Regions from separate parts of the Rattus norvegicus genome. Here region 1 is linked to region 2. Evidence: chromatin contacts called from public Hi-C data. All regions are on one chromosome and are shown on one strand. The core of a region is the stretch at or near the end of the contact, and the rest is flanking DNA. Distances in the headings are between cores, read along the strand shown. Region 1 holds the start of Dpysl2 (dihydropyrimidinase-like 2). Region 2 has its middle 30 kb from the start of Stmn4.

What was found. A called contact is a pair of places that touch in the nucleus more often than the background predicts.
Region 1: a Hi-C map of liver shows a contact between it and region 2, with 6 times the contacts expected there. The contact joins the promoter of Dpysl2 here to the enhancer-like site in region 2. A contact is called at or near these places in 8 of 12 Hi-C or Micro-C datasets (the A7r5 cell line, frontal cortex, kidney and 3 more) and 1 of 1 datasets of contacts at active chromatin or transcription factors (oligodendrocytes).

Annotation. Positions count from the first base shown.
Region 1 is chr15:45,246,128-45,251,913 of GRCr8, forward strand. It overlaps Dpysl2 (dihydropyrimidinase-like 2), which reads right to left and starts at 2,226. Exons shown (of 14, transcript NM_001105717.2): 1 at 1,964-2,226. The coding sequence starts at 2,002.
Region 2 is chr15:44,743,814-44,750,125 of GRCr8, forward strand. No RefSeq gene overlaps it. Among named protein-coding and RNA genes, the nearest start is that of Stmn4, 30 kb to the left of the region's middle. Within about 2 kb of position 4,433, at least 7 of the 93 cell types and tissues checked have an H3K27ac peak or open chromatin away from gene starts, as enhancers often do.

The sequences.
Region 1 (5,786 bases), core at 976-3,475, 500 kb after region 2:
GTCAACATGCAGAGGGTTAACCAAAAATCTTTATTAAACCTAATCTTTATATCATGCTATCAGAGCCTTGGAACCTCTCAGAAGTGAATGGAGCAAAATTCTATTACCGTGGGGAAACTGAGGCTCAGTGAGCTTAAGCCTGCAAGGATCCCTCCTTTTCTCCCCTGAGGGGATTGTCTGTTGTCTAGGAGGCAAGAAGTCCTGCCCTTTACCACCTCCCCTTCCTCACAGCAGTACCTGTAGCAAAACATAACTGTGAATCCCCCAGTCAACGGGCGGGAGAAGAGGTCGGAATTATAGTCTGTTCAATCTAGAGCCTTCTAGAAGCTGGCCACAGTGACAGAGGGAGAGAGCCAATAGGTCCTAGGGCACAGACCTAGATAACTTTAAAGGATGGAGGGGGCGCTCTTTTAAAAAGTGGTCTTGTCGGTTGCCTCTTTTCCCTTCCATACTGTCAAAACAATTTTGTCTTGATCGTGCACGAAAACAGCAAATCGTGAGGTTTGGTAGAGATCTCCCAACCCCCCACTGCCCATATGCCATTCTTCAGCGCGGTGAACATTTACCATTGCCTCCGGTGTGTCAGCCCTTTGGGATCTGGTACCGAAGATTTGCGGGCGGGGGTTGGGAGATGGGGTGCCTTGAGAAAAGGCTAGTACCCACCCTCTCCTAAGAACAACTCAGCCCAAGCTAAAAGCCCCAGGCACACGCCCCCTCCTCTGGGCAACAGTTCCTACTTCTGCAGATGGGTGTGTCCTTGTGCACCAAGGAAAAAGAGGCCAGGGTCCCAGGGCCCCAGAGACAAGCAGAGCAAAAGCTCCTTCTCAAATCCGGCCTTAAAACCCATCTTCCCTATTTGAGATGCCTTTGAATCTGCGTAACCCTGGGTCCTAGCATTATATAACAATGAATTTTCTTGGCGATCCTCCCTGCCTGGGATCTCCTTCGAGGATGTAGAAAATTAGATCGGTGAGGTTTGTTTGTTTTTTTGTTTTTTTGTTTTGTTTTGTTTTTTCAGTAAAAGATGCGAGGGGGCGGGGGAGGCAGGGCACCACCCTCTGCATCCCGGAACATCGTGAATTCCTCGCAGAGGTGTTTGTCCCGGATAGAGGCCCTGAAAGAGGACTGCACCTCGGCCACGACGATCATTGTCTGGAACCGGCCAGGCCATCTGCGCCAATCGCAGCCAGCGCCATTACCTCCGTGAGCTTGCTCGCTGCTGTCCCCAGCGCCCACCCGCCCAGACCGCTTTGTATGCGCCACCACGGCCGCCTCCCTGGTGGCGGAAGGAGCAGAAAAGATGAGAACAGGAGCCGGAAAGGAAATCCTGCCAAGACCCCAGCCTCAAACCAGAGGGTTCCTAGGGTCCTCCGCGTCCACAAAAAGCTCCTGCCCTTCTCTGCTCATCATCGAGTCCCGATCCTCCCTTCCCTCCGCATCATCCCGGTACACCCTGCCCTTTCCAGCATCCCTCCCTGTCATGACGCCTCCAGGCTGTAACTCGCTCTTTCTCACAGGAGGAAGGCTCCAGAAAGCTCTTTCTGGAGAGGGCGGAAGACACGGGAGGATCTTTTATCCCAGTTCCCCACCACCAAGCTCCCGGATCCCAGCCTCGCCGCACGCAGCCGGAGAACAATATCAGAGCGTCGACCATGCATATTCAATCTGGCATCCATTTGCTTGCACCCCGCGGGCAGCGCTGCAGCATCTCGTGCTGACAATGAAAGATACAGCGGATCTGGCGCGCTACCCAAGGCTACCTCCATGCACTCTCGCGCCTATTTCAGTGCCTTGCAAATTGCCTGCCTTATAACTGTTATTACATCTCTAGTCCCCAACCCCCACCTTCACCACCATCGCCTCCGTTGGCAACAAGAAGGAAAAGTTGAGTCTCTTTAAAATGCATTTCTTAGATATTCTATGTCACAATAGGTTGCTCGCCTTTCCCAAGTACCAAACTTACCGTGATGCGTGGAATATTTTTCTTCCCCTGATAAGACATCTCTCCGGGGGGCGGGGGGAAGTAATTTCAAGAGGACAGCTTTAAAGCAAAGAGAGCCGGAAAAAAAGACTTGGTTTAAAATATATATATATTTATATTTGTAGGAAAAAGGTACAATCCCTTAGCTGGTCTTGCTATTAGGAGATTTCAAAACTATAAGAGACAGATGCAATCCTCTGTCTCTTTTTCTCTCCTCCAACACAGATCCAGCTAGGGCGGAAAAAAGAAAGAGAGGGAGAGAGAACAGGAGGGAAGGGGGTGGAAATAAACTACAGCAATAAAAGCCTTGGTTCCAGTCGGCCCCCACCGCGCATGCGCCGCCAGCCACTCCCTTTCCTCCCAGGCAAAAGCCATCCGCTTCGCGAGAGACGCTCACTGATTGGTCCGAATCGTGGGATATGCAAATAAGAAGGGCGGGGCGGGGCTCAGCGCCCAGGCAGCAACTGCTGCAGTGCGCGCAGGGCGCGGTGCGTGCGCCCGAGCTGGGAGCGCGCCTTTCGCGCCCTTTCTGTGTGCCCCGGCGGGCGAGCAGGGACTGAGGCTGGCAGCGGCCCCAGATGCTTCATCTGCAATGCAGGGCACAATGGAGGGGTGATCATCCCGGGAGGGTGAGGAGGGGGCGCAAGCCCGCGACTAAGGGGCTTCGGTACAGCCCGGGCGGCATGCACACGCCTGCCCGCGCGCCAATCCGCGGAGGCGGCCGCTGCAGCCCCGCGTGGGGTGACTGCGCAGAGCCAATGGCCTCGCTAGCGGCGAGCGCGCGACTGCACCGCGGCTTCCCCCGCCCTGTTCGCCAGGCGCGGCCTCCGCCCTGCAGCGGCTGCTGCGGCAGGAGACTGCCGGCTGGAGGAACAAGGACAGCATCCGGGAAGGTCTTGGGCTGCCGGGCACCGGACGCCCCACCCCCACCCCTAACCCGGAACGGTTTTTTGTGACTGCCCGCTATCAAGAATAGGAGATGGAGGCCAGCTCCTGTGGGGCAAAAAAGCCCCAGTTTAACACCCTGGCCGCCCTCCTGGCTAGCATGCTAAGACTGACTCCTTTGTGTGGTTGCGGCGCGTGCAAATCTAGGGAGGAAAAACTGTTGGGACATCCTGAGGCCAGAAGCAACAAAATGGTTATGAAGGAGCTATAACAAGTAATAGGAGAGGTTATATCCCACAGAAGAGGAAACTGAGTCATGGAGAAACATAAGCTCTAGTCACTAAGCCTCCCTTAATGACCCTAGTGGTAAAATAGACCTGGGAGCCTTTGACTGTATCAAACCAGGCTGTATCCTAACAATGTCAAGGGAAGGTTCTCCAGACAGATGACAGAACTTCTGCTGAGGCATGGCTTTGACCTTCTCACCTTGAGATCAAAGAATGCATGTGGACACTGCTTAATCTAGGACATTGGGCACCTTTTTGCAAAAGGAGTTATCTGTTTAACTGGTTCACACCTAAACAAGAATTAGCCAGCTCTAAGACAGAATTATTCTGGGTTTCCCAGTCTTTTTGTTGTTCGTTTGTTTATTTGTTTGTTGTCTTTTGTTCACCTGGCCAAGGTAGGGGTCTTCTGCCTTTCTAGTTTCAAAGGAGATGTAAATTTCAATCCCTGCCTTAAAAATTTAACAGTCCCTGAGGGAGGGGTATGAGGCAGTCTTCACTTTAATCAGTTCGTTCAAGTTCCGATTAAAGCTGTGCATTTTGAAAACAGAGGCCAGTCCCCATATCTTGTTCCAACTGAACAATGTGCACTAGCTGGCCAAGCTGATACCTAAGCACTGGCGTCAGCAACTAGATAGGCGCTGTAATCCTCATATAAGCACTCAGGATGCAGAGAAAGAAGGATCAAGACCCGCCTGAGCAATTACATACATAGACAGCTGAGTGGGCGGATGGATGGATGGATGGATGGATGGATGGATGGATGGATGGACAAACAGATGGATAGATGAAAATAAAGCAAGACCTACCAGGAAAGCTCACTGTAAGGTTCAGCTAGACGTCAGCAGGAGGAGGGCCCTATTAAATCACAGGGAAGAGTAACTACTTGTCAGGCAAGGTTAATGAGATTCCAATTAATTTAGACCAAATTGCCTCTAGTTACATTGTTTGTTTTTGTTGCACTTTCCTGCTCCCGATCTTAATGGCTTTAAACACATCTTGTTATTTACTAATTTGCTAAGGAATATTTTGTTTTGTCCTATCTATCCATCTTATTAGTGTCAAACCCCTTCCTACAGCCATATATACAAGGGTCTTAACCCATGGTAATTGACATTTCTGCCCATAAATGTCCAGAGACAGAAGGTTAAAACTGATTTATCTGCTCTAACTAGAGCTTAAGAGCACATAGAAGGCCCCAGAAAAGAAAAAAAAAAAAACACAACTTTAATTAATGAAGGAAAGTACTTGTAATCGTCATATCTCAGCAAACTTACTGCTCAGTTCAGTGCAGGAAAATAAAAAGGGAATGAAGCATCTGCACCGAGTGATCGGTTAGGATGAGCTGTATTTGATAGCTCTTCTTTAAAGACACTCAATGGACAATCCCTAGGAAGTCATTATCTGGGAATAGGATATTGGAGCCAGCCTCCAGTCAGACTTCTGTGTGTTTAAAGATTAAATGCTCGACAACAAGGATGAATCTGTCTATTCTGCATTCAGTCCCTTCCAGAACCCACTTCCCTACAATTCCTCACCGAGCACCAGGAGAGGGCATGCACTGGTGTCTCTGTGAGACAAGACCCCAGGCAGCCGGTCTTGAAGAAAGCTGAGGGGAGATTTGAGGAGACCTGTCAGAGACTGACTTCAGCCTCCACTACATGCCCATCCCCCTGGACTCCCACACAGTCCCCACCCAGAGCTTCAAAGTAAACCTCTCCTAGCAGAGAAGAAAAGAATACATCCCAATAGTAGAGTGCTTGCCTAGCCTGCTCAGAGCCCAGTGGCCTTTAGCTGGGCCTGGTGGCATAGCCATGTAACCGCAGCTACTCAGGAAGCTGAAGCAGGAGAAACTCAGGATTCACTGCTGGTCTGACCAACTTACCAAGACTGTATCTCAAAATAAAAAAGGGCAGGAAAGCACAGTGTGCTTCCTTTTCTTTTACTTCTGGTTTTTTGTTTGGTCGAGCTTTTATTCAGAGTAGATGCTGTACAGCACACTGCCTGACCCACAGCATATGCTAATGATTGGTACATGAATAAGTTGGCTTTGTCGCTTCATTGTTAAGGTAAAACCAAAAGGCTTTTCCACATTACCACCATGCCAGAAAACACATCAGACTTGGTCTTTCTTTGGCACTGTCACTGTGCTGGGTCTTGGTTCCAGCCACACAGCTCCTCTGCCCCTCAGGTCCTTGGAACCTCAGCAGGATTCTGTTGGCAAAGCTTATTCTTGTGGGAAGAGGGGACAGGGAAGAAAAGCTGCCTACGATTTATGCTGTTCCTCCTAGCAAACTGCATGTAATGGGGAACCTCATTAATCTTGAGGTGAACCTCAGAATCATACAAGGAGCCCCTAGAAAAATATTCCCATGTCTATATTTTCTGATGTCCTATTTTGGAGAAGAGTAGTCGAAGAAGGGCTCTAACCCAGGGCCTTGTGCTTGCTCAGCAAACACCCTCTTGTGTAGCCACGCCCTCATCCTCTGAAGCTGTTCCTCCTCTCCATCATTCTTCATTCTCCCTCCTTTACCCCAAACCTTTGTCCAATGTCCAAATACTGTGTGATGCAACTCAGCACCGAGCCCCTAAGGGAAAGATAGCTCCTTCCTTCCTTCCTTCCTTCCTTTCTTTCT
Region 2 (6,312 bases), core at 3,183-5,682:
GTCCAGCAGTAAGTAGAGAGGGACGTGCCAATGGGGCTTTGCCGGAGATGTGCGATGTAAGCAAAGGCAAGAATATGCATGGATCCTAGGCAGGGTTCTTGGATGGCTGATGTACTCAGGAAAGAGGGTGTTAGGTAGAACAGGTGGGATACTGGGAAACATGCAGGTGGCAGATAAATGTGAGTGCTGCCTGGTTGGAAGGACCCTGAAGTTGGCCTTCATTAGTGATTACTGAACCAGCCCATCACTGAGTCCATCACATGGCTCCATAGACACACTTGACAGTACAGTACCCAAGGGATTCTCTGCAAGAATACATCGTCTCAGGCTTCTGCTAAAGGACTCAGAGAATTTTATGAGCAGAGAAGAGAAGGAGAGAGGCAGATCCAGGGTGTGTGTGTGTGTGTGTGTGTGTGTGTGTGTGTGTGTGTGTGTGAGAGAGAGAGAGAGAGAGAGAGAGAGAGAGAGAGAGAGAGAGAGAGATAAAGAAAAGGAGACCACAGATTTGAGAGGGAGGGGGAATGATACAGAAGGGGTTGGAGGAAAGAGAAGGGAGGAAAGAAATGATGTAAATACAGTATATATGTATGACATTTAAGACTAAATTTAATAAAAGGAAAATTATGTTTCAGAGGAATGGGAAGGAGATGAATTTTGAGAAGTTAATTAAGACTCTAGAATATACCTGGCTTTAGGGAAGGAGAAAATTTGCTTCTAAATTTATTGGTAATGAGATCTTCACACTCTTTCCTTGATCTATTTATGTGTCTCTTCCATAGGTTAGCAGCAATGGATATTAAATGGCTTATTTGATTGAGTTTCTAAAAGTGTTACAGGTAGTTTTTATTTAATTTGAGATTTATGATTTATTAAAAAGCCCAAATTAGAAATTGCATTTCCCCTGGGTTCGGTCCCCAGCTCCGAAAAAAAGAAAAAAAAAAGAAAAAGAAAAAGAAAAAGAAATTGCATTTCATTCCCACTGCAGTTAGCTGAGTAGAACTTCAATGACTGGGGAGGGGACAGAATGGCCAGATCCAGGGACTAATTGTAATTTTCTTAGGATTATCTTTAGCCCCCAAAATAGCCATTCCTTACCCATTTCTGTGTGTCACTCGACATCTTTGTGACTAAGACGTAGAACGTTTGCAAGGTATTAACCTTTTTTGAATGCCTTATTTATTTTTATTTTATGTGTATTGGTGTTTTGCCTGCATGCAGGCCTGTATGAGTGTCAGACCCTCTAGACGCAGAGTTACAGGCAGTTGTGAGTTCTGGGAACTGAACCTGGGTCCTCTGGAAGAGCAGCCAGTGCTCCTAACCACTGAGCCATCTCTGCAGTCTCCCACATATATTAACTCTAGATAAAGACATGCCCGCTTTGCTTTAATTCATCCGCCTAATGTTTCCACCAATGTGTTTGAAAATTACCTCAATTTGTGACTTTCATTGTCTCGCTACCTTAAAACTTCATAAAACTCTTACCACATTGGGATATGGAATTTGTGGTATCCAAAGTCTCTGTACCTGGGGCTGCGATCACTCATACTTGGCTCCAGAATGAACTATCTCTTGTTGCGTTTAAGGTATGAGTCATATTTGTATGTTGATACGGACAGTCATCAGAGTCAGCCAAGAGCTTTGTGGCAGTTGCTCCACTTGTCTTTCCTATCTCTCCGAGGCCAGGGCAGTTCAAATGGTTCCAACAGATCCTTCTGGTAGATTCTAGCAGCGGCAGCAGCAGCAGCAGCAGCAGCAGCAGCAGCAGCAGCAGCAGCAGCAGCAGCAGGACTCTAAGTTCTTTCAGAGACGCAGGCTCATTGTGCTCTCCACTGCCCTGTTTGCAATTGCCAGGACATAGAACCAGCCTAGACTCCCACCAGGAGAGGAGCAGATGATGAAAATATGGTCCATACACAATGATGGAATTTTATTAAGTCAAAAAGAAAAGCAAAACCATGACACTTGCTGGGAATGAATGCAACCATAAATTATAAATTATCATAAGCAAAGGATCATCTCAGACCTAGAGAGACAAAGACTGCTTGCGTTCTCTCATCATTTGTTTGTGTGTGTCTCAGTTTAAGGGTGTGTGCATGAACAGGAACCATGAGAGGGGAAAAGATATTAAGGGAGGATTAGGGAAGAGGAAGAAAGAAGGTAACAGAATACATCCAGCATGAAAGGCAAGGGGACTGAGAAGGAGGTGAGAGAGGGAGAGAGAGATGAGAGAAGAGGGGAGGGAATAAGGGAAGCACTGAAGGGGTGGAGTGGGGAGGAAGGAAGGGGTTGGAACAGGGGATGAGACAGATGCAAGGATTAACACATCAAAGTATGTCTGAGAATCCCATAGTGAGACCAATCACTTCATATATTAACAAAAAAAAAAAAAAAAACCAAACAACCACCAAAACAACACAAACAAACAAACAAACAATCCGATGTATTTGAATAAAGTTAAACTACTGGAAAGGGCAAATGAAGGTTATATTTCTTTCCCAAGAGAAACACCACAGGTTGTGGGTTTTTCTTCTGCACGTCCAAGGTTCCTATACAACTCCCTACGGAGCTCAACCTCACTGCGGCCTAATGATTGACCTGAGCTCTGTCAGCTTAAGAAAGGTCAGTCAGAAAGCAGGGGTTTTAGCGACAAACAAAGCAAAGCAAACAACACAGCATAAACAAGGAAAAGGCCTCAGGCAGCCCTCTGAGGACGCCAACCCTTAAGGCCAGCACCGGATCTGCAGGAGGAAACGCTGCTGAGGCACACAGCTGATGGATCAGGAGGATTTGCCTCTGGGGATGCTCCAGGGTTCTTCTTTCTTGTGGGTTCCTCCTCCTCCTCCAGTTTCTGTCACTTAGCCTGTACTCATTACTGGGCGGCCACTCGTTGCTGTCATCGGTCTTGAAGCTGATGGTCTGTGAAGCTCATTCTTTAGACACTCCAGGGCAGTGAAAGGGTTGAAAGAGAAATTTCCATCTCAGGGCACAAAATGTCCTTGTTCAAAGATGTGTAAAAAGGGGGAAAAGGGGGGTACAGAGGCCTCTTGACACCCTCTCCCTCGTGTATGCGTGTGTGTGTGTGTGTGTGTGTGTGTGTGTGTGAGAGAGAGAGAGAGAGAGAGAGAGAGAGAGAGAGAGAGAGAGAGAGAGATCTCAGAGACCTGAGGCAGCCATGTGCTTTTGTGGTGCCAGCACCCAGAGAGCTGGGGCAGAGGTTCACAAGTTCCAGGTCAGCCTGGATGAAAGACTGAGACCTTGTCCCCCTAAACTCCCACCCACCACAAAACCAATAAGAATGGTGAAAGCAAGATTGAAGAACCAAAGAAAGGTTCTCATTATACTCGGTTGCACAGGCAGGCATGCTACTGTGGAGAGAAATGGTGATTTTGATTAAAAAAAGAAAAGAAAAAAAGAAAAGAAAAGAAAAGAAAGCCACTGTCAATAGATTCTACTGTGTAAATTCAAGAAGCCATGGATCAAATCAAAGACAAAGGCAACAAGAAAGCAGACACATGGCTGAGAAACACAGAGATGCTGATGTTAGAGAGCATGGCACATCAGAATTCTGGCATGCATAGGAATCAAATATAGAAAAAATTATTTTAACCAACCTCTAATACAAAGTCAGAAATGTTTACTACAGAGGAAACAGGAGAAAGAATAATAACATGATAAACAGAACATTAACAGTATCATTTTGCTATAGATGACAGAACTTTATCCCAAGCAAATAAGCATTCAGGGGAATTTATGGGTCCCCTTTCCCCAAGGAGGGTTCTGATTTCTAACTTCTGTAAGCTGGTCCGTGACAGTCTGGTGTATCTTCGTATACTCACACTTACCGCTTTTCTAGACCCCTTCTGCCATTTAAGTTTGTGTAGTAGAGTCTTGCTTCTTCTCACAGGCTTATCTGAGCCTCACTGTGGAGCCGGGCTGGTTTTCAATGCCAGTTCCTCTCGTCCCAGCCTCCCAAGCGCAGGGATTGCAGGTGGGGGTCCCGCACGCAGCTCCCACATCTTCATCTTAAAGCAAGTTAACTGTATTCAATGCACTTAAAGCATGTCTCTGCCAAGAGTCCACATGGACTCAAATTCATTTCTTAAACACACTTGTGTTTTCACATTCAAATTTTTACGTTCCAATCCCAGCTTTCTACCATGCTTTGCAGATTTATCATTGTTTTTAGGACCCTTATTTTATTAAGATAAGAACGGAAGTTTATTTTCATAAAAACTACACGTAGTCACTCTCCCGCCTGACCCCGCCCCCCGCCCTTCAACCTCCCACACTTCCTAAACCCCCTTTCTGGAAATGATGATTGTTCTTCCTCTTGCTTTTTCTTGGCTTTGGTTTTGGACCCCAGAGTTCACTGGGAGCTTGCGCAGTACAGAAATATGACCAGCAGGTGGTGCTCGTACTGTTTTTACTCGGGGAGCAGCAACATAAGTTCTCCAGGATGGATTTGCACAAAAGAGGCATTTGCAACCGTAGCTGTTACAGTTGGTAATTAGGGATAAGGTTGCCATGGTGACGAGGGGTCTTGAGATGTTTATAGCTTTGCAAGAGCCGATGCCAAAGAGCTATCGGATTGCTTCCTTTGATGGTAATGGCTGGCATACTGAGGTCATGCAAATGCCGGAGGATGGTGCAACCTTTGTGGAAAGCTATTCTCCTGCTGCTGTAATTTATGGGGTAAAAGTATCCTGTTGAGAGAAACACACACACACACACACACACACACACACACACACATTTGTATGCATGCACACAAGTAAACCATATTTATCTTATTTCACATTGACTTGTTTACATTTTCTTTATGTTTTATCTCCATTCCCCACATTTCTCAATGTGGTTTTCATTAAAATTCTCTGAGAAGAAAGGCTCCATTCATCTGACAAGCCTGGGAAATATTGCATGCTTGGAGACTCACAGTGCATGCGACCCAGAAAGCCTATAGAAGTCCTGTTTCACCTCCACTTGCTCATTTGCTCCGTGAATCCACGTAAACAGACAATTCATTAACTCGTAGGTAATCACTCCTCATCTTCTTCCCAAGATGTTAATAGACATTCATTAAGTGCAGGCTTAGTTGTAGCCTCAAATTTACATGAGTCTCTCCGGCAAGGCGCAGAGTTCTGTTAAGCAAGCCTGTCAAAGGCTGTGTGGCCAAGACTCAATGGATATTAATGGCTGCTTATGAACTCCTAAGAAATGGTTTCCAATTGAGCTATCTAGCCACGGATACCACAGACTGAAATTATTCATTGTTAATGTCTTCATCCATCCATAACTTTTACTGGGTAAATGAGGCCACACCCCAGACATGGCCCGCAGCATTAATAAATCATTTGTAGCTTAGCATAGAATTATTTTACATCTCGTCACATAGTCTCGGATGCTTTAAATTCAATCTTCTGCTAGTGTTTTTTCCCCCAGAGAGACACCCCCTCTCCCATGAATAACTTATTTGTGATTGATCATAAAATAGAACTTGTTAACAAGAGATTTTTAAAAAGCAAAAGCAAAAAATAAAGGACTGAGAATTTGCTCACACATACTGCCTCCCTCAGGGGTGGGGATGAGGGTGGGGCTGGGGGAAGGGTCACCCCCACTGCATTTCAGTGTGAAAGGGGAGGTCTCATAACTGTCACAAGGAAGGAGGTCTGGTCTTCTTAAACTGTGGGAAGAACAACTGCCCTGGGCCACTAGGCAGTGGCTACCAACAGCTTTATTAACACAGCCAGGCAACAATCCTGGCTGTGCTGATCGTGTTGTAAGTCTAAAGTACTCTAGACCCATTGCAGGCTTTTCCCGTGACTTATCCTCTCCACACTCCAGAAGGCCACTGGATTTTATTGCTGGGAACATTTAAGGACAGGCTCAGCTTGTCAGTCACTCTGTTATTTATCGAATCCTTGATCAAGTTTCCGCCTTAAAGCCTACTAGATGGGTTTTACCAGCCCCATTTTACCAAGAGAAGATGAAGGCTGGGAGGTGCCTTGCCTCATGTGGAGACAACTTGTAGAGTTTAAATAAGGGAACATTTTTTACTCTAGGTTTGTCCAAATCCAAAGTCAAAAAAGGGCAGCAATATTTGTAGAAGAATCAAATTCTCCTCAACGGAAAAAGGAGGAGGAGGGGCTGGAGGAGGAGCAGGTAGCCTGTTTCTTCCACGGGAGGTACATGAAGTTAGTCAAAGGTGTGTGTGGGGTCTTCTGCTGTGTGGACTGAACTTGTATTGGCTTTCATTCATATTTTCTTAAATCTTAAAATTCGGTCAATTTTACACTCACGGCTCCTTTCGATCAG